2 separate regions of the Mus musculus genome follow, and region 2 is linked to region 1. A link is a contact called in public HiChIP or PLAC-seq data. All regions are on one chromosome and are shown on one strand. Each heading gives the region's core, a stretch centred on a gene start, on an enhancer-like site or on the middle of the called end of the contact. The rest is flanking DNA. Distances are from core to core; before and after follow the strand shown.

Region 1 (5,942 bases), core at 1,511-4,010:
AACTCTTACACGCGTTCACGCGACCGGCCAGGAAGAACGCAACAAACCAGAATCTTCTGCGGTAAAAACTTTATTATTTACATCTTCAGGAGCAAGAGTGCAAGAGCCCCCCAAAAGCAAAAACGAAACCCCGTCCCTCTTAAGGAGAGTTATCCTTCGCCTAGGACGTATCACTCCCTGATTGGCTGCAGCCCATGGCCGAGTTGTCGTCACGGGGAAGGCAGAGCACATGGGGTGGAGAACTACCCTTGGCACATGCGCAGATTATTTGTTTACCACTTAGAACACAGCTGTCAGCGCCATCTTGTAACGGCGAATGTGGGGGCGGCTTCCCACAAGAGACCTTAAGGTCTGGCAAGATGGCTTAAAGGGTAAAGGCACTTTGGTGCCAAGCCTGATAACATAAGTTAGATTCCCCACAACTCACAAGTTGGGAGGAGAAAATCAACTGTGGAAAACTGTCTTCTGATCCATCCATGCTCACTCTCCCCCACAAATACATGTTATTAATTAAAAAAAAAAACTGGGGCAAAGTGAAATTGAATTGTTGAAGATCCCTCAGATAACAAGTATAAGATGACAAAGGCCAGACAAAGTTCTGTATTATTTCTGTTTAAGATCTCAGGATTTATAATTGATTCTAAGTTTTAACAACCATCCACACAGGAGAGGCAGTGAACCGCAACTACTCGCTGTCACAAAATTTAAAGCTGTGGGGCTGGAGAGATGGCTCAGTAGTTAAGAGTGCTGACTGCTATGCAGAGAGGACCAGGGTTCCTCCTGAGCACCCACGTCCTGAAGCTCACAACCGCCTCTAACTCCAGCTCCAGGGACACGAGATGGCCCCGGTCTCCTCAGGCACCTATACTTACGTGCACATACTCACACACATAATTAAAGGTAACAAGAGTCCTTTAAAACATTCAAAATTGTTCTTTAAAAAAATATTTCCTAGATTGCCTTTGGGGCAGGAGGATCATGAGTTTAAGTCAACATTGGCTACAGTGATTCTTCTTACACCTCAGCTCTCCAGAAAGCTGGGATTGTAGGGGTCCACAGCCACACTCAGCTCTGGTAGGGTGGTAATGGGGAAGGGACTGGTAAGGGTGGGTGGGACTGGGAAGAGAGGAGGGAGGGGGGTTGTGAGCCGATGTAAAGTGGATAATAAATGTGTAGCTCATGTACTGTTATTAGTTTGCAGTTGTGTAAGTTTTTAAAAAATTACTTTTTATTTTACACGTATGGGTGTGTGTTTGCCTGCATCCTGTGCATGCAGTGTCCTTGAAGGCCACAGGAGGGCATCAGATTCGCTGGAACTGGAGCTACAGATGGGTGTGAGCCACCTCTGGGAGTTGAACTCAGGATCTCCAGAAGAGCAGTCATTACTCTTAACGGCTGAGCCATCTCTCCAGCCCTATCCTGTCACTTTTAAATGTTTTTCCACAAGTAGTTAAAGTATTTTAAGTATGGTTTGTATTTCAGATGGAATGGTGCAAGGCTCATATTAAAAAAAAATTGATGACAAGATTCTTTTTGTCATATTTATATTGACTAGAAAAACTACATAGCAAAGATTTTATGTTGGTTTAATGGACACTTTATATGCATCATCTCATTAAGAACTGTACATTTTAGAGGTGGGTGTGGTGGCTCACACTTGATATTGATAATATTGTCATGAATCTGAGGTTAGTCTGGGCTGAATAGTGAGTTCCAGGCTAGCTAGGAGCTGGTATGGGATCCTGTCTCAAAAAAGCCGGAAACTGTGCTTAGCATATCTTAGGTCCTGACAGCAATTTGTTAAGTGAATGACTCCAAGGAACTTAAGTGGAGATTTCAAATTAATTGCCCTCATTCCAGGGAACAAGGGAACTATTAGACTCACTGATAATCTGTTTCTAATAGGGCTATATTTCTAATTGGGCTAACCATTTCCAACCAAATAAGTGCTTCTGGATAGGCATTGTAATTTGAATTTCTTGCTGGTACTGGAGAATACACAACTCCGGACTGTGTGCTAAGGGAAATGGGGCAAATGCCTCTCATCTCAAAGTTAATGGGTTGGCGATGATGTATGCAAAATTCTCTGCACGTAAGGCACGCAATAAAAAGTAGCAATTATTAAACATTTCCTATTATTAGACACATATTAACCACTGGTGACGTGTTCTTTCTACAATGCACTGGGCCCTAGTTGTAAAATCACTCCTTGTAAACACAGGGCCCCGTCGAGATTGAGAGATCAATGGTTTTATGGGGGAATCGAGGAGACTTAAGCAATTGGAATTCGCACCGGCTGAACCAGTGGAATTTGACGAGGCAGTCCAAGGTTCACAAGCATCATGGATCAGAAGGGACTGATTTTCAAGTCCCTTTGGATTACTCGATGTTTCCCGTTCGCCCGACATCATCATTTCAGGATCCCGAAGCTCCAGGCGCTCACAGCCCGCTGTGGCACACACCTGCCTCCGCCCTTCCCCTCGAACGCCCCCGTACACACTCACCCGGGCCACAAGATTATGCGAGCATCCCACACAATCACTCGGGGTTCCTATAGCAGAGACAAGAGCAAAGGCTGCTGGGAAGTTGACCTTTCACTCCTCCTCTTACTTCAGTTCACCTATTTTGACTCTGGCAAATGAAGCGACGAAGACGGTAGGAGGGGCGGGACTTGGCGATGGCCATCCCGTGCCGATTGGATTGAGGCGGTGCTGGGGGCGGGCCGTGTAAGGGGCGGTGTCCCTACCCGCGGGAGCCGCGGGGCTGCGCTTGCGCACTGGGTGCGCTACGCGTGCGCGGTGGGCGGAGCGCGCCTCTACCTTCTTTACCAGCCCAGGCTTTCCTAGCTCTGCACAACGCCGTGTGCTGCTCCTGTTTCATTGCCCTGTCGCGCAGTGTCGCTGCCGCTGCGGAGTGGGCGTTCAGTTTTCGGGTCGTCATGGCTGGCTACGAATACGTGAGCCCAGAGCAGCTGTCGGGCTTTGACAAGTACAAGGTAGAGAAGGCGAGCAGGCGGTCGCCCATCTCCCCCGCGCCCGGGCCGCGCCCTGGCCGGCGAGGGGCCGGCGCGGTCCGTGTCACCTTGCGCCTGCCGCGTGGCGCGCCGGCGGGCGTTGTTGAAGGGGATTCTGGGGGCGGGAGGTCGCGGTCGGGAAGCTTGGGAGCATCCTAGGCCGGCCGCCCGGTCTTGGCACCCCGCGGGAGACTGCCTTTTCCTTAGAGAGTGGGGTGAAGAAATTCCTTTCTCTCCTTTTCCTTATTAATTGTCACTGCGGCGGGTTTTCAGCCTTTCCCAGAGAGGGTGTTGTTCCCTTCTTTTGGTCGTCGTTTGAATGAGCTTCTCACATGCCTCTCAGTGCTTACAACTTCAGAGATCTGGATGGTCTTTTAGCGGATGCTAAGGGAGGGAAGTGACTTTTTCAGGCCTTAATGCAGATGCACTCCACCCTACCCCTGGAAAAGGGCTTTCACTGAGGCTCGTAGCGCTGGCACTGCAGGTTAAGACGTTGTGCACTAGAAGAAACTGTATAGTGCAAAGAGCGCGCGGGCTTTGGAGTACATAGAAACGCGATGCCAAAGTCAAGTTTCTTCTTTTGGCTTTGGACGAGTCGTTGAAACCCTACTCAGCCTCTCTTTTAGGCTCTTTAGCCTAAGTGTGAGTTTCTCTTGTGCTTAGTATATTGGAAAGGGTTGAAAAGAGTCTGGCACGGCATGAACCCCCAAGAAATGCTGGTGGTTCCAGCATTCTGGGGTTGCAAAATACAGATTTAGTAGTCCCCCCAGGGAACTACTGGCCATCCAGGTGTCTTAATGTGAAATAATGAGGTTTGGTGTTTCATCTTTGGTAAGCCTTTCTTGAGGGCAATCTGTTCCTTTATGAAATTAGTGTGTGCCGAATAGAATGTCCAAATGATGAGGCTAGTCCTGTGGGTAGTAGTCATCCAGGAAACATTTGTGCAATGAATTAATATTTTGGGGGGAAAAATCTTCATTTTGTTTAACTGAAATAGAAAAAAAAAAACCCAGGGGCTTTAGAAGGCCCTAGGATATTCTTCTTTGAAGCAGTGTTGGACCATACTATTCTGAATTAAGGTGGTGACTTACCTTAAAACTGTAACTGGGAAGGAAGAAATTGCAGAGCTTTCTTAGTGGCTTGGGTCAGAAGGCTGTTAACCCAGATACCTCCTGTGTGTGTTTGCATCACCCTCTTGGTTATCTGTGCTGCACTGCAAAGATTGGCAGCCAAAATATTTTCTTCGAAAATGAGTCTTGACTTTTAGAGCAAGTTTTTATAAAGTGGCAGCTTTATTCAGTGAGCCTAGTTTTCCTCACCGTCTTCTCTAGGTTTATAGTCCCAGCTAGATAAAAGTCTTATTTTATCGGACATCTCGGTGTGGTTTTCTGTGGCTGTCCCTTCCTTATCTGACTCAGCTCCTGTGTTTGACAACCGGTTTCCTATCGTTCTGGAAAACAAAGGTCAGTTTTGCAATCGTCCCAGCAGTCACTAAAATGTTGATGTTATTCTAGTTACAGTGAGGCTTTTTTTGGAGGCGGGATCCAAAATCAATCACAAATGTATAACCTTAAATTCTAGTAGAAGGCTCTCTGCTGGATGCCATACCACATTCATTTTAAAAGAATGAAACAGAGGCATCCAAAGGGAAAGAAAAATCTGTGTGGTCAGTTTTGTTGGCACGTGAAATTGCACACAGAGATCCTTTCTTTCTCATTGCCTTCTCATTGTGTGGTCTTCAGAGAGTACATGCTTTATAACGGATTAAGACACCACCCCCAAGCATGCAATCAAAATACTTAAAGAGGTTTTAATCGGGTGTGACCTTTTATAACAGAGCAAAAAAATACAGAGAAAAGAAATGACACTCCTATACCAGCTGGTGGAAAAAATTACTTTTGAACCAGTTTAATTTTTCTATCTTTCCTAGAGGTACATTTGAGAGCTACACGTGGAAACCTGGCACTTGCATATAGTAGCTGCTGAGAGGGGTGCACACAGAGAGGTAATTAGGTTTCTGTAGTAAGAAAGAGGTGATTTCCAGTACAGAAGAAAGCCTGGGGTGGATTCAGTTTTATATACTCTCAATACGTACGTCTTCTGGTGAAGTGTCTAACACAGTCCTATTCAGTAGTTAGTTTAATAATTGCTGGTGGTGTGTTAGGACAGGAGCTCTAGGTGGGCAGGGCTGATAGCTGTCTCGTTCAACATGATCAGTGTCTCCACAGTATCTTGAGCTGAAGAGATGCCCAGAAAATACTGAAGGAATGAAGATGGAAAGGAATAGAAGGCATTTTAATTAAGTCTGGTAGTAGGAGCTCTGTGCAGGGGTGCTGGAAGGCTTCTTTTGAATTTTCACTTTGAATATGATGAGCTAATTTAGAAGTACAGTTGTTCTGCTCCATTGCTTAATAAGGAGCTCAGACAGTTATGTTGAAGTATTCCAATTTGTAAGGTTCATCGTTCCTCGCTGTTTTCCATTTTCCTCTTGTTCGTAATGGACCGATACATACTGCTGAAAGACTCCATGCTTTAATGGTTTTTGTTTTTGTTTGTTTTTTCGAGACAGTTTTTTCTCTGTATAGCCCTGGCTGTCCTGGATCTCACTCTGTAGACCAGGCTGGCCTCGAACTCAGAAATCCGCCTGTCTCTGCCTCCTAAGTGCTGGGATTAAAGGCGTGGGCCACCACCGCCCAGCCCATGCTTTAATGGTTTAAACTGTTGTGGTTTGCTTAGTCGGACTGAGGGCACAGTTTTAATTTACAGTGTTGCAGCTAGTGTCACATTGTATCCTTTTGCTTTAGAGGGGAAAGAGTTAAGCACTTTGTTTAGTTTCAAGAGTAGAATTTCAGGAACTGGTTTCTGCTGTTGGGTAGTTAGTGAATGTAGATGATGACAACAACCTGATACAGGGAGTGTAGCTATTGTG
Region 2 (5,810 bases), core at 522-3,021, 380 kb after region 1:
ACCTTGACATCAAGGACTTCGGTTTGGTCATCTAGTCTACCTCTCCTGGCCACATTCCCCAACCTTGAATGTAGCCCAACTGCAAGCTACCCTTGAGTTGAAGAACACTGTTAGTTCTGCATTTACTATTCCTTGTCCTGGTGGAATGAACAAAGCTGCTCCCTCTACAGCATTGGGGGAGACTGAGAGGATAGGGTAGGATATTCTAGTCCTCACTCTGCCAGACACTTATGGGTGTGGCTCTGGTCCTCTGCTTCCCTCTAGGACTTAGTTTACTCCTTTGTAAAATGGGCATGTTGAACCACCCAATGGCCTTGGTATGCAGCACATACCCCTCCTAAGGCTCCCTGCTTAAAGCCTCTGTTCTAAACCTATGAGGCCCCTGCACAGAGCTAGCCTTGGGCTGGGGGGTGGGGGGGCGGCAAAGGAGCTGAGCCCTGAAGCAGGCCTGGCTGCAGGCCAGACTGTGTCTGCAAACACTGACCTTGGCTGCTGCAGGGATTTTCCATGACACCAGCACCCTCCCTCTCAACTCCCCCATTTTGCATGGGCCTGGGAGGCTGGGGGTGGGGCACCAGAGCTCTTCTGCATAAGAAGTCCTCAGGCAGTAACAGGGACAGACACCTGTGGGGTGCAAGTCAGCTCAAGAGAGAGGGGAAAGCCAAGAAGTCAGGGATGGGAAGTGTGGGAGCTGGTGCTATAGAGTGGAGGGCAGAGGCTGAAAATGGAGCTGCCAAGATGGAACAAAGAGGCCCTGGGAAGGGGCAGGGAGAGAAGAGATGGGTGCCTTGTTTTAGAACTGTCCTTTCAGGAGTTCTGGCCCGGAGGGTGACAAACCCCAGACCCAGTTCTGCATGTTCATTCCCGCCCCCACCCAACTCCCTGGAGTCCTGATGCCTTTGCAGACCTAGTTTTGGGCTGAGCCAGACCTACAGCCAGGGGCTTATTTGGGGGCCTAGAGTTGGGCTTATTTTGAAGGCGGAAAGGGTATATACAAACAAGGGCCAGGGCTGAGAGTCAACAAAAAATCCTGAGATGGCCTCCTCTCTTTGCAATTAGGAATTTGGGAAGGGGAGCAAGAATTCGGGGGTCACCATCACTGCACAGAGCCTTACCTTATAGATCTTTGGTTTTTCCAGGTAGAACAGCAATTGATAATGACCTACCCAAGTCCTGTGCGTGACACAAAGGGTGCCCACAAAGAGTCCGAGGGGCCAGAGCCTGCAGACTTCTGTGTGGAAAGAGAGCACAGAGATGAAGCTGTGAGCAAGGAGGCCCTTCCTCCACATGGAGGAAGCCCTCGGAGCTCCTTAGACAGCCTGCTGCCTGACTGGATCTTCCAGAGACTGGGAGAGCACCTGAACTCTCTGCAATGTCTGCTAGGCCAGCCACCCTTCCCCTCAGAGCAGAGCCTGAGTACCAATGCCTGATGCCTTCCACCTCAGATGCTTTAATGCGCCCATTCTGGTTTTGGCTCTTGTCTCCACATTGCTATCTATGGTCTCCAGAGCTCCAGCTCTGAGGGGCACAGTCCCCAAAGAACCTTTTCCAGGCACCCACAGCTCAATCCTGACCGCTCCCTCCTGTCCGCTCTCCTTCCCAGCCTGCTGGCATCGTCCCTCCCCAGAGCCCGAACTGCCTTCCTTCTGCTTAGCAAGCTCTGGCAGCGCACTCAGGTCACCCTTCCCCTCCCCCATTTCCAACAACGACCTAGTGTGCAAAGCCTCTGGGTGTCTCAGACCACAGGTCACCTCATTCATCTTTCCCCTGGCCAGGGCTGTATTTACTCTAGATAAGCAAGTCTGCTGGGAGGCAGGGCACAGCCAGGAACTGCCAAGGTTCTAATCTGCCCAGAGATGGGGCTCAGAGACCCAGAGTCAAAGAAGGACCTGGAAGAAGGACCACATAAGTTCTTGATGTGACAGAGGAGGGCTTCCCAAACCATGCTCAGAGGAACCCTAGCTTAGCAATAAGCACTGTGAGAAAAATGTTCTGCCGTCAAATACATGAGAAACATGACACATTCCTCCAGCTATTCATGGGAACACGGACGGGTATGACCATGTGACACTTAAGTCACATGATAAAAACATTCTTTTTAGTCCCTATTTTCCCAATTTAATTGAGTCAAACAACTCTTTTCTCATCCAACCCTTAACATACCACTGAGCTGGTATCTGAGGAAATTAATGTCAATAAACATTGATTATAGCACGTTGTGGGGGGGGGGCTTTAATGTTCATGCAATCTTGGGAACCCAAATATATTCACATTGGCATCTCAAATCTACTAGTTCACCAAATCTCTCATGAGGTCACTGTACCCATTTCACAGATGAGAAACTAGAGGCTCAAAGGGTTAAAGAACCTGGCCAAGGTTAAGAGCTATTTGGCTATGGAGCCTGTGCACTTTCTGCCTCACTGAATTGCAGATGCCCTACCTATCTGCAGCGTTTCCCACATGTAAGGATAGCCTGATTCAGTCTTGCAGAATCAATTATCCCATGCTAATCTCAAGTTTCTGATTGACAAGTGTGTTCTTAATTGATTTTGATGGGGGAAATAAACTAATTAGAGTCTTAAGAATCATCACCTTGGCGCTGGTTCCATGTAGTAAAATATTGTATTTGATCAACACTTCACAAATGGAAGCTTTGATCTTGTGAGTGGGTGGCTGAACAGAGAAACTACTAAAAGACGTTCAGGACAGTGAAAAATGCCAGGGTAAGAACCAGGAATGAAAAGGGATGACACAAAGCTAGTGCTAGCCAAGCTGAGGACAGACCTCAGCCTCCTGCCCTCCAGCTCCACACACTCAGCTCCACCCGAGATGGGGCCATGGGTCCACCTGGGGGCCAGTTAGGCCAAGGGTAGGAAGCAGGCAGGCAGGCAGGCAGGCTAACACACTCCTGGCGCCAGTGGGGAGCAGGTGGCCAAGACCAGCCTATTATCAAGAGCTTAGAATTCTGCTTCAAGTAGAAGGAGCCAGGCCACTGGGAGAAGAGACCAGGAGGGAGAGGGGGAGGGGAAGACACACCCTCTCCATGCCCCCCTAGATCTCTGAAAGCCAGAGCTACAACCAGTGGTTGAGTTCCTGACACCAGGCAGAGACGAGGATAGAGGCCTGAGGCTTTCAATACTGTTGTTTAGTTCCTTGCTATCCTAAAATATTTATGCTGATAATTAACATTTATGTCCAGCCACAGCTTCCTCCACTGAATTTTTAAAAGAGATTTTTATTACATTTATTTATTTAGAGAGAGTATGTATGTGTTAGTGTGTGTGTGTGTGTGTGTGTGTGACTGTGTCTCTGTGTGTCTGTGTGCATCTGTGACTATGTCTGTGTCTGTGTGTGTGTCTGTGTTTGTGTGTGTGACTGTATCTGTGTCTGTGTGTGTATGTCTGTGTGACTGCACATATATTCTGTGGTATATTGTGGAGGTCAGAGGAACTTGTGGAATCTCCTAGGAATTAAATCAGGCCATCAGGCTAGGCATCAAATGCCTTTACCCAGTGAGCTATCTTGCTGGTCCTGGTGGCTTCTGTGCCCAGACCCATCTCCTATCTAAGTCACTTCCTATGAAGAGTCGATAGCTCTGACTGAATGAGTAGGTGGAGCTTTGGCCACACCTGAACTGTTAGGCAGCAGCCAGGGGACTGGTTTCATTATCTAAAATCCTTGGCTTTAACCTTGTCGTGTTGTTACCACCTCTAGGCATTGAGCAAGCCTCTCTGCTCCTCAGTGACTTATCTGTAAAACCCCAAGACTAGACCAAATGATTAGTAAGAACCTCTGTCTTCCCGTGGTGGATTCAGGATGGGAGATGGAAAGGGACAGCCCTAGTGAGTGTTCAGGGAGGCAGCCGCCAGAGTCTATGCTCAAGATAGGAGTTCTGGCTGTTTGGTCTAACAGGTACTAGGAGAGGGTACCCAAAAAGAATCAGCCTCAGAGAGCAGCCCCTGCGTGCGTGCGCTGGTACCCAGAGGGACTAGCAGAGCCCCGCCCCCAACCAGAGACTTGAAGAGGCAGCAATTGGTAGTTCTTTTTACCTTTTCCCTTGCAAAGCCAAACTAGGCACACTGCTGCCCCACTGCAGGGGGACAGGGTTGGCCAAACTCCCGGTGACTTCCCAGAAGTCCCGGGTCCCCTGGGACGGACTCCACCCTAGCTGGCAGCCATCCAAGCTAGGCACCCACGTCAGCAGGTCCTCATGGCTTCTTTGCCCTTTCGTCCAGTGACAGTAAGACAAAGGGATAGGCTCGCTCACCCTCAGCCCCAAGATGAAAAAAGTCTGTCTCCAGGGCGGCTCCCCTGTCCTACTGATATCTCAGCTGGCTCAAGATAGTGCCTGCAGCTGAGGCTTCATGCGCTTCTCTCTGGGCCTCAGTTTCCCCTCCTGACATGGCCCTGGCATGAATACAGAGTGAGAAATGCCTAGGGGCCATAGCCAACTCAAAGGACGTCTCCACTCCAGCCGCAAAACAGTCAGGCACAAATCAAAGAGTGACCGGGGGATGTTCATGAGGGCAAAGTTAAAAGTTTATTCTAAGGGTAAAAGTTTTGATTAGTGAGCCTGGCTGTGGTAGGGAGTGAGGGCCAGTCTGGCCATCTGCCCCACAAAGGTCAAGCACTGTCTCTGGCCCTGGTAGGGGCCTGGGTCAGGTCTGGATGAGTCACTCGATTTGAGAATTACCAAGTTGGGGGTGTACTTGTGGCTAAATGTGGGTGCTGAGCACTGCCCCCCTCAGGGGTGGGAGCTGAGCAGGAGCAGAAGGAGGGGGAAAACCCTGCGGAGAAGGTAAAGGGGCTTCTGGATGTCAGGTGAGGGGCCAGGGCAGCACCTGAGGGCCCAGCCAGCAGGGCCGAGCAGGAGAGCTGTTTTGTAGGCAGCCTATCCAGGCAAAGGAAGCCAGGCAGGAGGGCACTGGGTTTTCCTGAAGGGCATTATTCTTTAATGGAACCCAGAGCAAGCTGGTGAGAGGTAGACAGGTGCTTTGGAAGGGTTCCTTCCTCTTCGGGGTGGCTATAGATGGCTACACATACACACACATGCACACACACACACCACACACGCACACGCACACAGGAACCTGTGTTTTCAGATGATTTTCCAAGGGCCTCTCACAGTTGAATACTCCAAAGATTCCAGAAAGCTTCCCCAAGCCATTTGTCTCCTTTACTTCCTGAGGAAGATCGGGACAAGCGCTAGGGCATGGAATAACAGCTTTAGGTCATGGGCCTGGACCCCAAGTACAGACAAGGCAAAGGAGCCCAGAGACAGACAGCAATTTGCCCAGGGTTACACAGCTGGAGCCATAACCATGCTGTGCCCTCTGTGTAGAGCTCTGCCCCTAGTGTCATATCCAGAGAGGAGTCAGGGGTCCATATACTGTGTGGTGCTGGTCTGAGGGACAGGAAAGGACAGGATGAGACACTGTGCTAGCTGGTAGCATGCCCAGCTGTCGAGGTGAGTTGTGGATGGCTGTGGGACCCAGCTGGTATGCACAATCTGTTCTCGCCCTATTGGGGTGCAGTGAAGCCAGGCACCATGGCTCAACTGTACAGCCCCTGGCAGAAGGGGCACAACCACTGGATAGATGCCACAGTGGGGCAGGGAAGCCATTTTATGGACAGTCTTGAAGCCTTTACCCCTGCCCCAAACATCTGTTTCCAGGCCTCTCTGAGCTTTAGAATCCTAAGGACCGGCCCTAGGCTGTCAGAGGTGGCTCCACTGGAATGCAGTTACTCCCAAGCTGGGCGATCTCTTGGAAACGTGAGAGTGTTCTGCCACCTCCTTCATTATTAATCAG

What was found. HiChIP or PLAC-seq counts read pairs in DNA pulled down with a chosen protein or histone mark.
Region 2: a FOXA1 HiChIP or PLAC-seq map of pancreatic cancer cells shows a contact between it and region 1. The contact joins the enhancer-like site here to the promoter of Selenoi in region 1. A contact is called at or near these places in 5 of 39 promoter capture datasets (the C10 cell line, cranial neural crest, liver and 1 more), 1 of 15 datasets of contacts at CTCF or cohesin (the NIH/3T3 cell line), 1 of 484 Hi-C or Micro-C datasets (liver) and 3 of 115 datasets of contacts at active chromatin or transcription factors (acute myeloid leukemia, cardiomyocytes and pancreatic cancer cells).

The regions. Positions count from the first base shown.
Region 1 is chr5:30,229,821-30,235,762 of GRCm38.p6, forward strand. Selenoi (selenoprotein I) reads left to right here and starts at 2,761. Exons shown (of 10, transcript NM_027652.3): 1 at 2,761-2,995. The coding sequence starts at 2,939.
Region 2 is chr5:30,613,915-30,619,724 of GRCm38.p6, forward strand. All of the region lies in intron 1 of Kcnk3 (potassium channel, subfamily K, member 3), which reads left to right. Among named protein-coding and RNA genes, the nearest start is that of Gm9899, 28 kb to the left of the region's middle. Within about 2 kb of position 1,772, at least 40 of the 459 cell types and tissues checked have an H3K27ac peak or open chromatin away from gene starts, as enhancers often do. A contact at or near this core is called in pancreatic cancer cells, where this site is marked.